Linked DNA regions of Zea mays: region 1 is linked to region 2. A link is a contact called in public Hi-C data. All regions are on one chromosome and are shown on one strand. Each heading gives the region's core, a stretch centred on a gene start, on an enhancer-like site or on the middle of the called end of the contact. The rest is flanking DNA. Distances are from core to core; before and after follow the strand shown.

Region 1 (3,596 bases), core at 24-2,523, 400 kb before region 2:
GACATGCTTTCTAAAATACCACTATTCTTGACATGATGGTCGAAGATAAAAAAATGTCTTTACCTAAACCTAATTCTCTAGATAGAAAAGTGATTTTCTTGAGGCATGCAAAAATATTACAGCCTAATGAACCTTCTAAAGTGCTACACTAAGGATGCATCAGATCAGAATCAATAAAAAAGTGTGAAGTCATTTCCCTTGGTCCAACAGCATGACTAGTATTTATCAAACAAGGGAACTGCACAGGCAACCAATCTGCTATCGTCATCTTGCTCCTATCTGAACTGCACCTTAATACCTTATGGATAATGTAGGTGCAGCAAAGATAATCATCTAACACAAAGTAAATCCTCTTAATCAATCCATGGCTTTCCTCCTACAAATAGATTAAGTTATCACTTCAATTTATCTTGCATATCACCGCATATTTGATTTTGCTGCCCTAAGGAAAGCAATTTTTTTAAACCAACGAAATGGCTTCCCCCAACAACAAGAATAAACCATCATCTCAGCTAGCCATTAATACTGTATTATCTCATCGTTAATTCTGCTGGGCATGAACAGAGCTGCAGCAGTGCATCTGTCACATGAAGAATAAGCGGTCAGTTCCAGTTATTTTTATGACAACCAGACATGTCTTCGTCTCCCCAACAACTGTATGATCTACCTTTTTGCCCAAAAGGGAGCAGGTCATCCCTTCAATTGCTTTGTGGCAATACCAATATCTTCTCCCTCCATCCGTCGGCCGTGACTCAATCACGATTCACAAGAAGCTGTGCTACATATAAGCCGATCATGGCTCTTCCTTGGAACCACCATGGCGATGGTCCTGGAGCTCAATTAACCATCGATGGCAGGCGGAGCTAATTCGAGTTACCAATCGCTACCCACCCAGCTCATACAAGAACCAAGGACGCTGATAAACCAGCTACCCACCGTATCCTAAACTCGGTTCCAGAACCGAATTACCGAAGATGCAACGGTCATCTAATATAAGATCCCAATCTGAACCATACAGAAAACAACGGAGAAGAAACAGTAGAATAGGAAGGGGGATAGACCGTCAGTCTTTGGAGTGGATCCAGCGCATCCCATGGCGACGGCCGGTCAGACGGTCATGGGCGACCACCTCCCCCTTCTAGACGCTTCTGGATTCGGTGCCACGGCCGCGGGCGTAGGATGGGATGATTTGGGGAGCGACGTGCGAGATAGCGGTGGAGAGCTGAAAAGCGGACGCGGAGCAGAAGTGGTGGCCGGTGGGGGATGGTGGTGTACTGGTGTGGACGGGACGGACGCATCGGTTGGTGGCCCCGCACGCTCCTAGGTCCTAGCCAGCATAATCCGGATACGCCGACGAACAAGGTCTTCGGCCCCTTTTGGTTGGTTTTGTGAAGTTGGGTCCGTTGTATGGGCTGGTCCGGCCGAGCGTACACAGTTCATAGCCCAGAGTCGGCCTGGTGACGCAAATGGGCTTACAATAATTCAAACGTGCTTCTGCCCCGTCTTAGCAGTCCGATAAGTTTATTGCTATTATAGGACTCTTTTAATTTAAAATTGTCCATAACAGTATTTATAAGTGTTATTACTAAAATAGTATTCTGACTATTTTTATTATTTCTTTTTTCCTTTCTTTTTTCCATGTCCTAAACTGCTCGTATTGCCTGTGGTTCCTAATTCCCATTTGTTGGTTCGTTTCTTCTCAGCGTGGATAGCAAATGCCAGCAAAGAGCAGATTCCTTGTATTGAGAACTACGTTATCACGAATCATTAGATCCGCTCCCTTCTCTCCCGTCAGCAGTAGAGGCGCAAGAAGCTATAGAGGACCTGTCTCCCTTCCCATAAGCACGACAGAGGAAACACACGAGACACGAGATATAGGGTTGAGCCTATAACCTCTTTCTGATCTCTGTAATATGAAGGGGTGTACATGTTCCTTATATAGAGATATGAGACTCCTCAGAGGCAAAGTCGGTATTTACCCACATAACCCTAACTAGGGTTACTTAACACTCCCCCTTGGGCGAATACCGCGACCAACACATGCCTCTTTAAAACTCCCAAAAACTCAGTGGGAAAAATATGGAGAAAGAGTACATGGTGACACAAATTGCATTTGCACTTTGTTGCCTCATTAAAAACCTTATGTGAGAAACTTCAAAAAACTCACCAAGGAAAAAGAGTACAACAAATGTCATCAGGACAAATTTCGATCTTCTGAATCAGAATTCCATCGAATCTTCTACAAGGGCTAAATTTAGAAATGTGCTCCCCCTGATCCTCGCAAAACTGTATCAATATGGCACAACATCTTCTTCTGGAAGTATACGCACATAGAGATTTAGCAAACGGATTGCATACTGTTGCAAGGATTATATCAGGAACTTCACCTCTACTAACTTCTAGGATATACGAGGTAAGTGCACGTATCGACATAAACAAGCTACTTTAACTGATGGTGTTCGATCGACTAGATCTTTATATTTGATAGAAACTTCCATAAAGATTCACATATTGATCATGAAGTTGATGCCCCCAGGGCATAGAATATGACATTTGTTGTCTCACAATTGTGATCAATATAAGCATTCGCTCCCCTGACGATGACATCTGTCAAAGTTGTTATCCCTCATAACTCAAGCATATTCTTCAAGATATATGTCTCATTGTTCATCTGGAATAACGAGAATGGATGAGGTTGAGGTGCTATCATTTTCTATCTTACACCACAATTTATACAAAGTTGTGCAAAGCAAGTAACATATCCTTCTATAGGACTTAGGGGATAATATAGTTGCAATAATATATATTCTAAATATGACACATCGCTCCAGGCGTTCATCCATTGTAACATCTATGATGGTGTAACAAAAGTCCATCAAAGATCATAATCCATCAGGTCCCGTTTGTTTCCTTTCATTTTGAGGAATTGGAATCTTACTAATGGAATATGCTATTTTTTAGAATGTGACATTCCACCACTTTCCAAAGTTATCATATAAGCCTATCTCAAATTCATCGGGTGAGAGATAGAAATTGATTCTATAGATTTACATGATATTTTTCCGATGCACAACTTATAACACACTCTTCTACTTGCTTCGCTATAACATAAATGTAGCATATAACTATCTCTCTCATATTATTTAGGATAGTATACAAATATATTACATATATAAATATATAAACTTAATTAGTTTTGTCTAAATTATAATTATAAAAATGGAATTCAATTCCAACGAAACAAACGGGGCCTCATGGATTTTTCATCGATCACATATATCGTTATAGTCTGTCATTCTGGCACAATGGGGATATTTTGCCAGTAACACCTAAACCATATAGGTTTCTGCCATCGAGGCTTTAGAGGATACCGTAATTCCACATCTAGTAAAAAATACCATGAGTAAAGATCGTGGAATGCACATGTGCTTATTCGGTGAACTTCAAGTCCTTTGGTACCTCATCTTATTTCTTTTCAAGTCCGTACGGGTCTTTATCCCTTTATAGGGATTATCAAACTTTGGTGTTTAACACAAACTTTATTTCTTCTGGAATGGTTCCATCAAGGAACTATAATCTCATCTAGGAGATATTCT
Region 2 (3,676 bases), core at 832-3,331:
TAAAACAAGATAACAATGTGTACTACAATAATACAAGTACTCTATGATTTTTTTTTTAAAAACAAACTTCAAAAGCTAATGAAAATATTAAATAACCGGGAATAGAGGGAGCTAGATAGGGGAATAGTTAGAGACGCCCTATAGGTAGAGAGAAAATATTTTAGATGAATGTAGTAAAATATAATTAAAAGTACATACTATGTGGGATAAGGTGAGCGCTTGTTTGATTGCATGATGTTTAGATCGAGGAGATTTATGGGCATATAATCTCTTGCTAATCTGAACCAAACAAGCAGGCCTGTCCACGATATATTGTGCAGACTTGGTTCATAAAGGCCTGTTTGGTTTACTACCTAACTTGCCACACTTTGCCTAACTTTTCTATCTAAGATTAGTTCTTCAATTCGAACGACTAACCTTAGTCAAAGTATGACACAGTTAGTCGCCAACCAAACAGAGTTTTCCTCGCCCGCCCATCTCATGTGGCCTTTCCTGGAAAATCCTAGCAAGTCTTGCCATAACTCAACTGTATGGTTCCATGTACATGCCGTTTATCCCTCTAGCTAGTTCGCCAACCAAGGTGCCAGCAAAGTCTCGATCTGAGAGGCAGGAGCTCGATCCAAGGCGTATCGCGAGCTCAATTTGACGCTGTCTGACTCCACTATTTTCGCCGCAAAGTTTTCCGGAGGGGCAGCTGCGCTTGAATCAGGCAACAACGTGGGCTCGGTTTGCCACTGTATATATGCTCAATTTTTTTGGGGCGTTCAAATTCGAACTATTTATTTATTTATTTACATGAACGCGATTGGGCGCTTGGTTGCGACGTGGACGCAGGCGATGACGTGCGCGCGGAGCCCTCGCTATCGGCTCGGCTTGGCCCTGTCCGTCACCGCGCGTGTTGCTAGCTGTCCACGCCGACCCCAAATGGAGTCAGGCGGTTGGCTTGCACTGCGCGGGCACATCCACACCTACCCTGCACCTCAAGCTGCTGCATATCTGCGTTGGCCATGAGCATGATGCACACATTTCTTTCGATAACGCGTGCCAGACCGCCCTTCTCCCACCTCTTCCTTTCACCGCCTGTCCGCCTCAGTTGATCACTTGGCCGTTCAGTTTCCGGAGGTCCTTAGGCTATCCGCACTCATACTACTCTAAATTTCTACCCTAAAAAGAATATTCTGTCCTGATCAGAAAAATTCTTTACTCTATACCATAATCCTCCGCACTCATATTACTCTATATCCATACTCTATATCAACTATCATATATTTAATTCAACCACGCCGTTGGTGCGGGAGGAGAGAGAGTATAGAGCGCCACGCCGTACGACGCTCGCCGTACCGTCCCGAAGCCCGCACACTATCGTTCAGTTCCATTTAGCGCTACCCACTGCACGCGAACTGTACGCTAAACAGGGGTAGCGTCCCGTTTGGCGTTCACGAGTGCGGGCAGCCTTATAGTTACTAATAAAGGGGTGGTGAGCTGGCTGTGCTCTCCGCGCGTGAAGAGCAGAGTGACCGAGCCCAGCAGTCTCTCCCAGATTTACAAGAAGCACAAAACTCTTGTCCCGCTCAAAGATTGCCTTCTGCGTATGTCATTCGAAACACTGTTCGTCGATGCGCTGTCACGTCGTCCTAAGATCGCCGATATCATCCATATCCCGCTAAAAAAAGGGCACAGCAGACTAGATAGATATATATATTAGGAAAGAAAAGCGCAACGCCTGTGAAGAAAAACTGACTTGCTATGAGCCCATGACCCAGGGGAGGGGACAGCGCGACACTTTATGCCTGTGCCGCTCACACGTGGCCCCTAAGCGACAAGCATCGAATCCTCCCAAAATCCGGCACAACACCAGCGCCACATCGCCTCGCGAATCATATGGTTCCATTTGTTGCCGCCGAGTCCGCGCTCCTCGGCCCGTACCACGACCTGAGGAGATAGATATATAGGCGGTGGCAGGCGCTTTACCGCCCCGGACAGAAATATCTGAGGACACGTAGGAGTAGGACTCGCCCCCACCCCCGAACCACCGACGAAGGAGACGAATAAAAGAAGGCAAACCACACGGCCACCACACACACAGGCACCGAACGAACAGGACAGCGAGAGAAAGCAAAGCGAGCTGCTGCTTCCTTATCCGGTTCTTCGCCGTGAGCGCTCCACAGGGAACGGAACGGGAACTGGGGGATCGGGATCCTTACGTTGTTGTGTGTATTATCGAGCAAGCTAAGAGCCATGGGCAGCGAGTGCAAGGGCTACGGCGTCGGCGTCGCCACCAGCCCGCAGCAGGAGCAGGAGCAGGCTGGCGCCGCCGTCGCACCGTTCGTGGCCAAGACGTTCCACATGGTGAGCGACCCGGCCACGGACGCCGTCGTGCGCTGGGGTGGCGCCAGCAACACCTTCCACGTCCTCGACCCGGCCACCTTCTCCGACTACCTGCTGCCCTCCTACTTCAAGCACCGCAACTTCGCCAGCTTCGTCCGGCAGCTCAACACCTACGTGAGTGATATGCGCGCTACCTCCTCAGCTCCTCTGCCCCCGCTCCGCTGTCCGCTCAGCGCTCACTCAGGACTCAGCTACCACTCCTCCTCGTGTGAGTAACAGCTCTCGGCACGCATGCGTACCGTTATTTTTTTAACAGGGGTTCAGGAAGGTGGACACGGACCGGTGGGAGTTCGCGCACGAGTCGTTCCTGCGGGGCCAGGCGCGCCTGCTGCCGCTGGTCGTGCGCAAGAGGAAGAAGGCGGGCGCCGGCGCCGGCGGCGGCGGCCGGGAGCTGTGCGAGGCCGGGGAGGAGGTGCGCGGGACCATCCGGGCCGTGCAGCGCCTGCGGGAGCAGCAGCGCGGGGTGGAGGACGAGCTGCGGGCCATGGACCGCCGCCTGCGCGCCGCCGAGAGCCGGCCGGCCCAGATGATGGCGTTCCTCGCCAAGCTCGCCGACGACCCGGGCCTCGTGCTGCGCGCCATGCTCGCCAAGGAGGAGGAGCTGGCCCTGATCGACAAGGGGTCGGAGGCGCAGCCGGCCAAGAGGCGGCGGATCGGGGCTGAAGCCGTGGACCTGGCGCACAGCAGGGGCGGGGGCGCCGTGCCGTTTCCGTTCTCTGTTCTCGGCCAAGTGTTCTACTAGGGTAGATAGGGACTGGTGTATATATGACTTGCACTGTATTATAGCTTTGCCTCGGTTTCAGCAGTTACTGCCTTCCGTTTTACCGTCGGCTTCATTTTTAAATTTAAACGCGACAAATAAAAAATAAGTTCATTTTTAAATTTAAACGTGATTAATAAAAAAATAACGAAAACAGTACTATTTTAGTAAGTAACAGTGCCTGAAGAAAAGTTTTTAAGCGTGGCGAGCGTTTGGCAGCGCTCTTTGCGGTGTTCGTGTGTCTTCGTGACAACGGTTCCTCTTCGGCTAAATAGTTAAAAGTCTGAAAAGAATCATCTCTATGTTTACTACGCCAGCAGCTGGAAGCTTTTAAAACTACATGTTCTCTCACTGCTCTTTATTCAATCTTTACTACAAGCATTTTACAATCATATCCCAGGTCTTTTCTACAAGCATTTTAGAATGACTGTCTTCTTTGTCGACCAATTTGGGGAAAGATACCCCCACCTACTTTATATTGCAGCCTGCATTTAGAGACTCCGGCATACCGGTGGTTGCACTTGTACA

Evidence for each region. Hi-C and Micro-C count contacts between places; a contact is called where the count stands out from the background.
Region 1: a contact with region 2 is called in a Hi-C map of tassel, with 2.7 times the contacts expected there. The contact joins the promoter of LOC100285566 here to the promoter of LOC100280828 in region 2. A contact is called at or near these places in 2 of 25 Hi-C or Micro-C datasets (ear and tassel).

The regions. Positions count from the first base shown.
Region 1 is chr3:206,234,193-206,237,788 of Zm-B73-REFERENCE-NAM-5.0, reverse strand. It overlaps LOC100285566 (ubiquitin domain containing 1), which reads right to left and starts at 1,273. Exons shown (of 4, transcript NM_001158457.2): 1 at 1,062-1,273. The coding sequence starts at 1,095.
Region 2 is chr3:205,839,755-205,843,430 of Zm-B73-REFERENCE-NAM-5.0, reverse strand. It overlaps LOC100280828 (heat shock factor protein HSF30), which reads left to right and starts at 2,081. Exons shown (of 2, transcript NM_001367142.1): 1 at 2,081-2,502; 2 at 2,645-3,212. The coding sequence starts at 2,239. The coding sequence ends at 3,130.